2 separate regions of the Oryzias latipes genome follow, and region 1 is linked to region 2. Evidence: chromatin contacts called from public Hi-C data. All regions are on one chromosome and are shown on one strand. Each heading gives the region's core, a stretch centred on a gene start, on an enhancer-like site or on the middle of the called end of the contact. The rest is flanking DNA. Distances are from core to core; before and after follow the strand shown. Region 1 has its middle 81 kb from the start of cgrp1. Region 2 has its middle 41 kb from the start of sox6b.

The links. Hi-C and Micro-C count contacts between places; a contact is called where the count stands out from the background.
Region 1: a Hi-C map of gastrula embryo shows a contact between it and region 2, with 1.6 times the contacts expected there. The contact joins two enhancer-like sites. A contact is called at or near these places in 4 of 5 Hi-C or Micro-C datasets (embryo, fibroblasts and gastrula embryo).

The regions. Positions count from the first base shown.
Region 1 is chr3:19,214,300-19,218,391 of ASM223467v1, reverse strand. No RefSeq gene overlaps it. Among protein-coding and RNA genes, the nearest start is that of cgrp1, 81 kb to the left of the region's middle. Within about 2 kb of position 2,286, at least 3 of the 8 cell types and tissues checked have an H3K27ac peak or open chromatin away from gene starts, as enhancers often do. A contact at or near this core is called in embryo and gastrula embryo, where this site is marked.
Region 2 is chr3:19,062,820-19,066,509 of ASM223467v1, reverse strand. No RefSeq gene overlaps it. Among protein-coding and RNA genes, the nearest start is that of sox6b, 41 kb to the left of the region's middle. Within about 2 kb of position 2,314, at least 7 of the 8 cell types and tissues checked have an H3K27ac peak or open chromatin away from gene starts, as enhancers often do. A contact at or near this core is called in embryo and gastrula embryo, where this site is marked.

The DNA of each region.
Region 1 (4,092 bases), core at 1,037-3,536, 150 kb before region 2:
ATTTTGCATTGCCCTTGGTTTTTCTACTTTCTGCATTATGACACAGTGAAATCTTAATTGTGGTCTCCTTTCCTATTTTTCTTTTTTTTATAGGGAGGTTTTCACAAGCATTTCTGCTCCACTTTTTGCCAAACAGTACAATAAATATTTCTGCAGCACATGCTCTGGAAAAAAAAGCAGCAATGCACTGATGTTGATATTGACATAATTGATTCTTTTTAATAATTGGCACCACTGCCTAATGTCTCCACTGATTTGTGATCCATTCAGAGCTGGAGCTCATCAGACGATGTGAAGGCTAAACGTTTTTATTAGAAGTTGGACCCACTGCTGCCACCCACAGAGTCGCCACATTGCATTGGATAAATTAGTATTATGATTTTAAGGGATAAATACCGTTCCACCTAATTAATCCAGCACATCACAGGGTGATATGACACCATTAGCCCAATAGATCAAGGACTAGAGATCAAAGGCAACACCACTGTTAGAATGCTACACAAGCAAGAAGAAGGTTTTCTTGTTTATTTCTATGTACAGTTGGCCTGTAAACTAATGACTAAAGAATACAGCAATATACGCAGATTTGTTTATCGGTTGTTGACTGAAATATGCAGCCACGTTGGTCATCTACTAAGCATGTATAATTAGGCAGTGGGGTTTTTAGAACTTAAAACTGATATATTTTAAGGCTTCATGAAATTCCTTGTTTGGGAAACCAGTGATTTCTCATGAGCATGATGTATGATTTAAAGTGAGTGTTGAATTTAACTTTCATTTGTTCACAAGACTCAAAATCTCCTTAGTTTTCTATTTTCCTTTTCCTTTTGTAAAAACCCTCAAAATATGCAAAAATGTAGGTTGTTCTGGTGTATTGGTATGGGAAAAGAGTGTTGTTGGACAAAATGTATACAGTTGATAGTTAGTTGGCACACTCTGTCAACAATATTTTGAAACCTTATGAGACACCTTTTTACAAATTCAAACCTTCTAATATTTTCAAAAACCTTTAAAAGACCATGCTTTAGGTCTGGGTTCATGCAACGAGGTCTGAAGAATCCGGAAAACAAAAAAAAAACAAAGATGCGAATCAATCTGCTCAACCTGATAATAAAAGAGCAAGCTTAATGCGCTGGCTGTGCACTCAAAAATGTCACTGTTCTGCCAAGTTTACTGCATAGTCACTGTTTACTTATGGCTGTTACACATGTGGGTTTTGCATACGCTCTCCTCTCCCACTTAAGTCATCTTTAGTCCTTTAACTTTTCCTTTTTTATATATATTTTTTGACATGTGCAATGTTGATGCTCCCACTGAGGCTTAAATTTTTCAAGCAAAGAAAAGGCATGTGCATGAAATAATAATGACCATTTCAGACATTTTTCATATATGACTGTCTCCTTTTTTCCTTCCATCCCTCTGGGGCCACTGAAGTACACATAGCCCTCTTTTCTATTTCCTTTCTACTTTTGTTTTGTTTTGGACATCAACGTTGCCATTTCCATTTCACGTCTTTGTTTTTCATTTCACACTTTTTGATAACTTAATTTTTGTCAATTCTTCATATTTCTTAATTACTTGTTTACTCAATGTTACAACTGCATCCTCCTCTGAAAGTTGAGCTTTGGACTTGCCCTCATGGGGACACAACCCCCTGACTGGACTGACTGACTAACTTGGGATTATGGTCTTGTCTTCAATAATTCATAGAGGAGTATAAAGCCCTTCATTAATATACTATTACTATCTATGTCAAAACAGGAGCGCATTCCCAATAAATAGAGTAGTTACAGTCTATTTGAATTCCTTTTTTTAAATTCTTAAATCCCACGCCTTCATTGTCAAGAAAATTGCCCCCATGTTGTGCCACTCAGCATATTTTTAATGATTTATTAAAGGATGCACAGAGACTGTTCCCACATCCGTCAGAGAAAATGATGTACATGTGTTTTGTGCAGAGCATCTTTCACAGACTGTTTGCTTTGTTGCTGTTCCTTTGTGTCGTCAGTTGCAGTCCCAGCAAAGTGTGGATGTCACAAACCATTAGGAGGTACGAGATTCAGGGTTTTACATTTAATCTCACAGACTTCCCCAGTTAGCACAGGAGCCAAGCAGCAGCAGCAGTGAAGGGAGTCCCAGCTTCCTGTAGAACAAAGCTGGCTGACATGATGTTTGCCTGAGGGGCCAGCACTCTCTGTCTCTCACAGGCATAGTCTCAGAGCATGTAAAACAATGAGAAACCAGTCAGCTGACAGATACACTAAGCTGCAGTCACTTTGAATGACAACAGTGCATGAAAGAAGCAGAGGCAGCCCCAGACTGGGACTCAGTACAAACAGCAGTTCAAACAGACAAAGTGCTCTATTACAGATATCAATCAGGGCCTCTGGGATCTTGCTGTTGTAGTTTATTGCATTGTTGGAGTACTGCAGAGTCATCACATAGTGCTTTTCATCTCAGTATTTCACCCAACACAACAACAGCCTGTCAGGGACCAGTTTAAATTACGAGGCATCTCATTCATTTCTGAATCTGTAAGAGTTTCCTAACAGCCCGCAGATCATCGGGCAAGTCTTTTTGTAGCTGTGGTTGCTCTGGTGCCGTCCCGGGCTCTGACCGCTGGCCCACCTTGCAGAGGTGTGCCAGATCACCGAACCCTGGGCAAAAGCAATGCAGCGGTGCATTGAGCGTGAGCCGTAATGGAGCTTACGGCCAGTAGGAGTAAACCCTTACTGTTTTAACATACGTATCAAGCTACGTTTATACCAGGCATGTAGCGCACGTTCTTGAATGTTCTTGAATGTTCTTGAATACGCATCACAGGGACTTCTTTTTCTTGTTCTCTTTCTTCTGTTTACTAACACATATCTGCCACCTACAGTTGGAAGAGCTTTGGTGAGAAATGTCAAAACTGTATTATTCCTATTCCAATATATGAGAGACTAATCCCAGCCAGGCGCAAACCGCAATTATTAATTTCTCCTCCATGATTGATTTTCCAATGGTTGGCACTTCTGAGAATTAAAAAGCCATACGTCACTACTAAATTCTATGTTTGGTCAGTTAAACCTGGTTTACCATTCTACATGCGTTGAGCGGCCGTTTGCTTTGTAAGTAGATCCCAAAAGCAGTTGTGGAAACATACATATAGCAACATGTGAACGTGAGAGTTTTGAATGCAGAAGCCCGAAATGTGCAACGCCTGGACACTTATGGCAAAAATAGTTTGTGTAACTTGTGGCTTTATGCTGCTTCATGGTTTTACAACCCCCCTCTATAATCACCCTCTTATCCCCCCCTCTCTAACATCCCTCTCTTCTTCCCTTCTTTCCTTTTCCGTCCAGTCCAACACAAAAGATTTTCAAATACGATTAAAATGAATAAAGTTTGGCCTCGATTACAAAAGGGGTCTATTCAGACATACATCTGGTTTGTCAGAAGATTCATAACCCCTGTTGTTAAAGTAAAGTATGTCCAACACAAGAGGTCTTCAGCTCCCATCTGTTTGCCCAGCTGTTTGACAGGACAAGTTAAGAAAAAAAAAATAGTTTGAGTGGGGACAGGGACAGCAGTCAAACCCCTGTGGTGCTGTCGGCATGTCACAACTGGTATGCTGTCAGCAGACCCTAAAGACTGGCTATGCTTTTTGGTTAAACAGGAGCAGATGCTGACTTGGACAGAAGTTTGAGAGGCTGTGCAAAGCTGCAAAACTGCAAACCCTTTGGAACATTTTGGATTCATTTTTTTTCTCTAGTTAACATCAACGAGATTGCATCAGCCCCTAACAATCTCAAAGGTTATCAAAGCGATAATCAAAGGAGTTATATTCACTTGATTTGATACGAATTTTACATACCATACCAGGCTTTTCCTGTTTATCACAAACTTTGAAACCAGGTCACTAAAATTTGAAAGGTCACCCTGGGTTCAAATCTCTTTTTTTGACTTCAAATAACCCTAATCCCCCCCAAAGAACTGCTCCAGTGATACTGATTGCCTTCTTTTCCATACCCAATAAAAAGAGCCAGGTGAGCAATATTTGCAGCTGACGCCGGCCTATCGCCACCACTTCCTCCACCCTATCAAAAAGGT
Region 2 (3,690 bases), core at 1,065-3,564:
GAAAACAAATTACTGAAACACATGAAAAAAACATAAATGGCTATGCAGAACAGCACTATATGTACATTTTATTTATTATTTGTTCTGAAGTTTTATTATTATTATTATTTGTTTTTTATGAATTATAAAGAGTTGTGCAAATGCCTAATCTGGTTAATTCAAGCAGGCTTTTCACAAAGTGAGCTTTAGTAGAGAAGCAGCTTCTGCACAACTCTACATTTTCAGCAACTGCCAGGCTGAGTTTGCACGAAGAGGCTGATCACTTCTGCCGCTGTTCCCCCTTCCCTCCCTCGCTCTTTTGGGGGAGCCACACGCTGGGCAGCACAGGCTGAGACAGGGAGAGACGGGTGTCCCTGTAAGCAATCAGGACAATGTGCTGAATGAGCAGTCTAATTATAAATGTGCCATTTAGACTCGCATTTGGTCGTCAGGACCGTCTAACCTTATGGAGAGACTCGCAATAACACTCACGGACTGCCCTGCAGGAGGCAGGAGAACTTTTAGGAACAGACTTTTGCGCACGGAAAGCAGACATTTTACGCGTCATAATTAAAACAAAAAAGTTTGGAAAAATTAGAATAGAACGTGAAACTGCCATATGTGCTTGACAATAACCTGTATATCAGTCCGATTTTTTTTAATTAATTGGATTTTACCTGTAATTACATAATAGGTTTATATTATAGCGTTGTTAAAGCTCACTAATGTACACTTAAGTGAGTCTAATTTGGAGAAACATCCTATAATGAAGAGAGACTGTCTCCGCGCTTCTCATATTTTTGTATTTCGTTCCAATGTAAAAATGAAAAGAGTGTTAAGTATAAAAAACTGTCTGCAATTAGGTTAACCTCCATATGGAAAAACATACAAATGTAAGAGCAATGTTTTTTTTTCTTATTAAAAAATATAAATATCACGTTTTGTTTTGTTTTTTTAATCTAAAAATAATTGTGGGCTATATTTGAACATTAGTTTGATGCACGCTGTTGAAAGCGAAGAGCATATTGGGATTATTTTGGATTGTAATAACAGCAATAATTATGGAAAACACGCGCGCTTTAACTAAGTTTAACAGAGAGAACTTTGGTCCTGGAGCGCACGGGCTGAAGCCGAAAAGTTTTCGGCTTAAATGGAAAAAGAAAATCGACTCCGTCTACTTTAAATGGACAAGTCCTGCGATTGTTGAACTTAATTTATGGCTTACGCATTCTTAAGAGGTCAATTCCCTCGACCCCGTGAAAAGTTGAGGAAGAGCAAATTCTCAAGCTGCGCGCCTGGATGAAAGTGTGACTTTATCTTTAAAAAAGTAAGTGATAAAGTAAAATTAAAGACAACATATCCGTATAGTATGTGATAGACGCAGTTAAAGCGCGCGATAAAGACTCAAAGGTGTCAAATGAACTTGCCCTACGCAGAGGGGCAGAAAGCCTGTCAGAGGGGGGCACGCCGTTGTCAATGATGGTTGGTACCGCTTTGTGGACAGAAGTGAAACTACCGACAGCAGAATAAATAAAGTTATGAAACACATAAAGACAGAAGCGATTTGAAACTTTGACCATGTGGTGGTTGTATAAGAGGCTACAAACGTGTGTGGTTAGTGAAAATGTTTTTGGTTTAACGCAGCTGCCCCTGCGCTGAGAGCGTATGCTGGCGCGGCGAAGCGCTGCTGGAAACGGGGGAAAAAAGTAGTAAAAAAAACGTGAAAATGTGTTTGAGGTTGACGTTTGGCTGTGGTGAAGGTGCATGTTGATCGTAATAAAGAACTGTAAGTTGTTGTTTTGTTTTTCTTCTTTGTGTTTGTGCGTGTGAACCGGGAACCCCTCGCTTTCAGCGCCTCTAACGCGCCTCTGTCGTCCTGCATGATGTGCTCGGCTTGTTTTGATGAAAGCGGCGCATCACAGTCGCAGTTAAAGTTTCCCCCTCCTCACAAAAGTGGTTGGATTTGACGCCGAAGTACTTTTTAAATTCCATTTTGTGTGCGCAGGACGCTCTGGACGCTTTAACTTGGAGGAGTCATCTCTGAAAGGTGGGAATGAGCGCACAGCGTTGCGCGCTGGAAAGTAAAGCAAAAGAAAGTCTGGTTTACCTTGATGATGTGAGTCGTGAAGAATCCGTCCTCTCCCCCCACCCTGTGCGAAAACAACTCTAAACTTAAGTAAAACTTCACAAAAATGGGAAAAAAATCCAAAAACTAAAAGTGAAAAGGATCACTGAGCTATCTGTTGAGCGAAAACTTGACTCGGCTCACTCGGGGCCATGTATGAGGGGGATCCCGTAGACTCTCCGTGAAGTTCAGTTGTCCAAAAACTACAAGTATCTTTTGTTGTTCGCCTGTCTGCTCTATATGTTCTTCTCTCAGATAAGAGGAGACTATAGGAGTGGAGCGGCTGTCAATCTCGGCAATCAATGCGCGCAGCCATGTCGCAAGTATTCAAAGCATTTCCCGTCGTGCAACATCAGAAAGTGAGTGGCCAGGGCATTGATCTGAGGAAGGCAAAGAGGCAGGACTCCCCTCTCCTCCTCCTCCCCTCCTCCTCATCCTCCTCCTCCCCCAGACAAGAGAAGATGCAAGAGAGAGAGAGAGAGAGCAAGAGAGGGAGGTAGAGAGATGTGACATAAAAGTGGAGACCGGCTGGATAATTGTTTCTGCCCGCTTTGAGTGCGTAAAATCCCGAATACGCATCAAGCGACGCAGGAAATGCAAAGTTAAGGGCAACCTTTCCTCCAGGAGAAGCTGCACTCTCCTTGTAGCAACATTATTTTTATTCTTTTTTTATTATTATTATTCTAAGAGCGCACCTCTCCAACTTGACAGAAAACATTTAGGAATCACATTCTTTGAAGAGGAGACAGGCGGACAGCTAATGAATTTTCGCGCGCAGGTGAGCAAAACCTTCAGAGATCAGACAGAGGACTTTAGACCTGACAAGAGACGAAAACTGTTTATTTGCATGAATAAACATCTTCCAGACTTCCTTTTAATTCCTTTTTTTGAATTACCGTTTAAAAGTGTCATTTTGCAGGTTTTTATGTCACTCATAAATAAATGCAATATTTTATCATCATGTGGTCTCCAAATTTTCTTTTATTTATCCCCTGACACCTACAAGGCTATCATAAAAAAATCTAAAATTTTAGGAGGAGGACAATCATTTTTATTTTTAAAAGTATCCTAAAATATTACCTCAAAATTTACACAGCTGAATTTAAAAGAAGTGTAAATATTGTCAATACAAGATGAAAAGGAATTGAAGAATTTTGAAATTTGTTTGGGCTCAATTTTAAGAAGGCACAATTTCTTTAAAAATGTATTAAAGACAAACTCTTAATATAAATTCTGCTAATTTTAGTAAAATATATGAAACTATGTAGGTATTTTACACTGATTTTTATAAAGAAAAGTTTTCATCGTTGACTACAAAATAAAATGTAATGCATAAAGCACACAGGTTGCATCACTTTTACGCACAAGATCCGCTTTGACACCGCAGCATTTATCCACTGTACTGACTGAACATGTGTTTTAGGTTATCCGACAAGTAGGATGATTAGGAGGCCCGAATGAAACTGAAAAAATTTAACCAGAACCGCATAATTCAGTAGAAAAAGAAAAAAAGAGTTGACTCAACTTATATAATGAAAAGTTATTATGGATAAATTTGCAGCTTCATAATTTTTTAAAGCTAAGCA